2 separate regions of the Mus musculus genome follow, and region 1 is linked to region 2. A link is a contact called in public promoter capture Hi-C data. All regions are on one chromosome and are shown on one strand. Each heading gives the region's core, a stretch centred on a gene start, on an enhancer-like site or on the middle of the called end of the contact. The rest is flanking DNA. Distances are from core to core; before and after follow the strand shown.

The links. Promoter capture Hi-C pulls out the DNA fragments that hold promoters and counts their contacts.
Region 1: a contact with region 2 is called in a promoter capture Hi-C map of cranial neural crest. The contact joins two enhancer-like sites. A contact is called at or near these places in 6 of 39 promoter capture datasets (cranial neural crest, embryonic stem cells, frontonasal cranial neural crest and 3 more), 1 of 484 Hi-C or Micro-C datasets (uterus), 1 of 115 datasets of contacts at active chromatin or transcription factors (stem cell-derived neural progenitor cells) and 1 of 9 other capture datasets (embryonic stem cells).

Annotation. Positions count from the first base shown.
Region 1 is chr4:114,719,313-114,722,156 of GRCm38.p6, reverse strand. The region is part of intron 1 of Gm33655 (a long non-coding RNA gene); the gene reads left to right. Among named protein-coding and RNA genes, the nearest start is that of Gm12829, 40 kb to the right of the region's middle. Within about 2 kb of position 1,321, at least 8 of the 459 cell types and tissues checked have an H3K27ac peak or open chromatin away from gene starts, as enhancers often do.
Region 2 is chr4:114,842,340-114,845,149 of GRCm38.p6, reverse strand. All of the region lies in intron 1 of Gm33655 (a long non-coding RNA gene), which reads left to right. It overlaps Gm12830 (predicted gene 12830), which reads right to left. Exons shown (of 4, transcript NR_033617.1): 3 at 33-162. It also overlaps the pseudogene Gm23230. Among named protein-coding and RNA genes, the nearest start is that of 9130410C08Rik, 19 kb to the right of the region's middle. Within about 2 kb of position 1,464, at least 45 of the 459 cell types and tissues checked have an H3K27ac peak or open chromatin away from gene starts, as enhancers often do.

The sequences.
Region 1 (2,844 bases), core at 72-2,571, 120 kb after region 2:
GCCATCCCGATGAGCACCGTGGGGCTGTACACCAAGTGGATGGCACTGTTGTCCCGAAAGATGAGGAACTTGTACAACAACCAGTGCCTGTGAATTCAGAACCTGATTGGAATTGGGATGTTTGGGGTCTCAGATCCTGAGACGTGTTAAGGTGGCCAGGGTGTGTGGCAGCTTCTGGATTGCATGGCAAGAGAGGGGGAGGCTGGGGTTAGAGTCATGATCAGAAGCAGAGAGGCCTGCCACAGTCCCTACAGCAATAGAAGAGAAGGCATAGTGGGGACAAGGGCATCGGCCCATGTGATCCCTTCCAGCTGCCTGGAGCAGGGACTCCACCCAGAGGTGTTCAGTGTTCTGGAGAAAGGGTCTCCTTGCTATTCTAAGGCCCCGAAGTCCTTGGAGGTGCTGGTGTTCTCTTAGTACCTCAGGGTCCACAGTACCCTATTTAGTTTAGTTTGTCAGTAGATCAGGGGCAGAAATGGATCAGCTCCTCAGACTCCCCCTGCCAGGGAGTAAGCAGCAGAAAGCAGTTGCCAGCGTTGTGTCTCAGGGGAGCTCAGATTCCAGGCTTCACAGACAGGATGTCAGAACTGCAGCTGTGTTATTCCAAGGACCTGTGATTGGCTCACACCAGCCTCTTCCATCTTAAAACCCTCTCCATGTTTACCATATCTATGTAGATTGCAGCAGGCTAGGCCTGGATGGTCCCTCACCTGACACTGCTGTCCCTTCTTTCTCCATCTGATACTAAGGTGTATTAATGATTTAAGGAACAATTATCAGAAGGCCAACCTTCACATATCTGTGAAACACACTGGCTTCACCTTGGCCCATGTTGGCTCTGTCCTAAGTGTGCGTGGCCCACGTTTCTTACTCTCAATCACTGGAGGACTCCCAAGTGTGGCAGAGGCCATTCTTGACACTTCAACTCCCAAGGTGCTAGGAGCTTAGATCTCAAGCATCAGCCATGCCCAGCCCAAGAGTTCAGGAGGCACTAAAGGCCAGAAGAGGTTCCTGAAGATAACAACGTTACTGCAGCGCAGGCTGGGGGATGTCTGGAGTCTGTGCCAAAGCTGTTACCTGGGAGAAGGTAGCTGCAGCTCCCAAAGTATATGGCAGTGGGCTGGGCATGGACTCTGACAGGTCCCTAGCCTGTCCCTGCTGTCTCCTCTTTCTCCATCTGGAACTCAGGCTGTATTAATGATTTAAGGAACAATTATCGTGAGCCCAGGTTTCTTTTTACAAACCTCAGTATTCCATCCTGCAATGAGTTCCAGATGGCAGGAGCTCTCAGTGAGGGAACTGGCTCCTCGGAGATGGCCTTTCTCCTTCAGAGTGACAGCAGGCCATGAACAAGCCAGCCATCTCTCCAGCACTCCTGCCTTTACAAGCTACTCGACCCTGTTCCAGTTTGTTTAAAGCCTTTTTCTTTTTCTGTGCAGATGTTCCTTAGGGTGAGCAATCTTTACAGTTTTGAAAAGATTATATCAGTTTTCCATGATATTGAGTTTCTGTGTTTCTTGGGCTCCCCTCATTTTAATAGTAGCAGAAAGGCTAGATTCTTCATCAGACATCACTAATGGAATGTAGAAAGGGAGGCGGAGAGGACTAAGCCCTGGGCTCAGGGCACCACAGAAGGAAAACAGACACCCAATGCTCTCTTTCCAGGGGCGACTCTTCTGGTCAGGGAGCTGTGAAAAGTGCTAGGGCCATTCATTTTTCGATGATTATCAAAGGTGTTAAAATAGAGAAGGCGGCACATGTTTGGCTCCAGGGCTGGAGAGGCTGCCACACAGTTCTGCAGGCTCCAGCTGTCTTGAATCAAAACTATCACTTTGATACTGGAAAATTATTATGAAAATGTTAGTTTTGGGCCTTGCAGCACAAAGCAAAGACTGCCTGGAAGGCTCGGGGCGCTTCATTCACCATTTGTGTCAGCTCCAAAAATAACCTCTCCCAACTGTTGGAATTCACCTTTATCCAGGCTTAGAGGTGGCTCCATCCTGCCCTGCAGTCCACCATGAGGGGATAGAAGGGGTGGGAGGCCACTTCATCTTCAAGCTCAGCAGAGGCTGGGGAGGAAAGTCTTCCCTGAGGAGAGGGCTTAGCTCTGGGTTTTTGGAGGAGAAAGTGGATTTATCCAGGAAAACATGAGAAACGGGGACATTGGCATTTTCTGCGGGCCTGTTCTTGAGCAAGAGGTCTGTCCTGCACTTGAGGTTTGGAATGACCCCGTCACACCTGGGCCATGGTTCAAACCACAGTCACCTAATGTACTGTCCATTGACTAGGAGGGAAAAGAGGAAGAGTAGAAAGGACTCTGGAAGTGTGGGCATCTGGGGACAAGGAAGGAATGTCCTTTGATCAGTCTTCTGCCTGGCCATAGGAGTATCAGGGTGCTGGGGCCACTGCAGCCCTGGCAGGGGGCAGTTGAGGAGGAATTTGCTCTTCTAGACACTGGAGGATTTTAAAACAGGCACTACTTAAACTCTAAATTAATTTTTCATGCTCCTAGTCTCTTCATGGGCTCTCTTCCCAGAAAGGAAGAGGAGAGATCTAGATATTTACTGGCCTCTGTGTAAAGGAGACAGGAGAGACTCAGAGCCTCACACACCATACCCTAAAGAAGCAAGAGAAGGTCTGGGTTGTATGAACCCCTAGTAGAGACAAGTCCCTGGGGACCAGGAGGTTTGTTGGTGACTGGCAGCTCTGAGCTCTGGAGAACAGGGCAGCAGCAGGACAGTTAGACTTTGGGAGGTAGGAATTCACCTAGAAGCAAGGCTGGGGGCAGCTTGGGGCAGCAGGATTGAATGGGAGGGCAATACAGGAAGTATGGCTATGAAAGGA
Region 2 (2,810 bases), core at 215-2,714:
AAATACACACATTTCCATACATAGGAACTCACATAGTTACCAGGCAGGGAGATCCAGGATGAGGCTTATCCATTGTACTCCAGATGTGCTGACCAATGTCATTTCCTCAAACGACAGAAACTCGACTGTATAATTTGTTGGAGGCTTTGTTCCCACTTTCCCCTGTAAAACAAAAGGAAAATAAGTAACCATATGTGTTCTGGTGAGCATACATAAACACCAAGCACTAGAAGTTGGTGTTCCTGGAGAGTTCCATGCCTTGTAAAGGCTCACACCCCCTCCATCAGCCCCACCTCTGTCTCTGTGCCTGTGCCATCCCTCAGGGCTCCTTCCTTATCAGGCTCCCTTCAAGTCCTGGAAGCTTCTTTCACTGCCTCTGTCCTCTGTCTTTCAGCCTCTGCTACATCTCCCTTCCCTAAGGCCTAGTCTGAGGCATCCTGTCAACACTCTCCAGTTCCTTTCCATGACCTACCGTCAGCTTCCTGTTTTCCCTGGACTACCAGCTGTTCCTTTCATGGCTCTGTGCAAGAGGGCCTTAATAAATAAATATAGACTGATGAAAGAAGAACTACTGTGCGGAGTCGTTCTGAGTCCCGGGAGCTGGAGGAGGTGGGCAGTGCCATTATCTTTCCATTATTCTCTGTTTTCTTTAGATTTATTTTTAAAATTATCTTATTGTATGTTTGTGATTGTTTTGCTTGCATGTCTGTGCACCATGTGCATGTGTATCTGTGTACCATATGCATGCCTGAAGCCTGGGGAGACCAGAAGAGGGCATCAGATCCTGTGGTAATAGAGTTATAGATGGTTGTGATCTGCCAAGTGGGTGCTGGAAATTGAACCCAGGACACCTGGAAGAGGACCCAGTGTTCTTAACCACTAAGGAATCCTTCCAGCCCCCCCCCCATTCTAAATTTTAGTGTGTGTGTGTGTGTGTGTGTGTGTGTGTGTGTGTGTGTGTGTGTATGAATCTGTTTATGGATGCTCACAGAAGCCAGAAGAGGATGCCAGAACCTCTGGAGCTGTACATGTGTGAATAGTCCTACGTGAGTTCTGGGGGCTGCAAGTGTGGAGCCATCTCTCCAGCTTTCAATGCCTCTACCTTTCCTAAAGGAGCAATGCAAGCATCCTGTGTGTCAGAGCTGGGTCTCAACTCCATTGGCAACTGTTAGATTTCCCTTTCTGAAGTCTGGCCTTACTGCAGTGGTGTTCCGGCCCTTCTTTACAGCACCCTTTCCTGTAAAGAAAATTTTATTGCTGGCAAGGGCCGAATACTCTGCTGTAGATCAGCACGACAAAAAGGAGTTGGAGTTCCAGGGAACAAACAAGTTGGCCAGGTGTGTCTGGGGCTGCAGCTGTCTTGAAGATTCTGCAAGAAACCCTGATTTAGGACAGAGAATGCTGGGTGCGAGTCACCAGAGGAGGCCCGAGCGTCGCCAGCGCTCTCACCTGTTGGGCCGGGGCCGGGTGGGCTCGCACTGCCGCTGGGTGGCCTGGCCCGGGCCCGACAGCGCTCCGTGCTCGGGGACCCTCCAGGGACCCGCTGGGGAGCAGCACAGAGGCGGCGGCCTGGCGGGGCCGGGTGGGGCGGCGAAATGGCTTTTCCAGCTCCGGAGCCCAGGCCGCGCTGTTGACACAGTCGCGGATTTTAATGAGAAATCTGGAGCGTGCGTGGGAGACGTGGCGCGGGGTGCACAGATGCGGAGCTGGCGGCGCGGCCCGAGGGAGAGCGCTGGGGCGCGCTCACCTTTGAACTGCCAGGGACACTGTTTACCTTGGCAGTCCAAGTGGCAGTTTTACAGATATTAAATACCGACCCGAGGGGAAGCAGGGATCGGGGGCTGTCTGCACCAAGGGATCCCGTGCCCTCCCTGCAGCTGGCGGTCGGATTCGGTGCTGGGGAGACTCTCGGCCCTCGCATCCCATCCAGTCCCAGCCCGGCTGTCTCCTAATTCGATTTTCCGTGTCGGGAGGAGGAGGCCAAGGGCAGTCTGGGCCTTGCTCACACACCTTTTTGGCACGTCTATGTCTGGGGATTGCAGATCTCCAGTCCAGGCACCTCCTTGGCGGCGCTCCGGGTTACCTGATTCTTTTCTAGGGGCAGAAGAGATCCATCCTCCCTCCCTCCCTCCCTCCCTCCCTCCCTCCCTCCCTCCCTCCCTCCCTCCCTCCCTCCCTCCCTCCCTCCCTCCCTCCCTCCCTCTCCGCCTCTCTCTCTCTTTCTCTGAGACTTTTGCGGGACAGAGGAGAGCTCTGCCCGCGACCCAGGCTTCAGCCGGCAGTCAGAAGGCTCCCTGCAGAGGCACAAGCCATGTTGATTTTACGGAGAAGGCTGCTATGCACATTTCACTGCTGATTTATTGGTTTTTAACTAGATCCTTATGCTGGGCTAAAAAAGCCATCTTGCACTTTGTAAGGCTCTGCTGACTGCTGCTGAAAATGACACAGGGGCTCCTCCTCCCCTCCCCCACCCCGTCCCACCGAAAGGGCGACGGTGGAGGTAAGCCTAGGGTCCCTCTTCTGAGCAAGAAGCCTCCTGCTGCAGCCTCCCAGCCACTGACTACCTGCTGTGTGCACTGGGGTGAGTGTGTTGGTGTGCGGAAGACTTTATGGTCTAAAGGGAGGGTCTGGGAGAGGCAGGGACATAGTACTCACCTTTTCTCTATCAGAGCTCTTGCTGTATATATTAATGAACTTGCTGTATATATTAATGAACTTGGGAGTGGGTGTCAGCAAATATAGAGGGACACCCTGGTTCATCATTGTGTGACTTAGTAAAGCTACCTAAACTCTCTGATCTCCTGATTTGT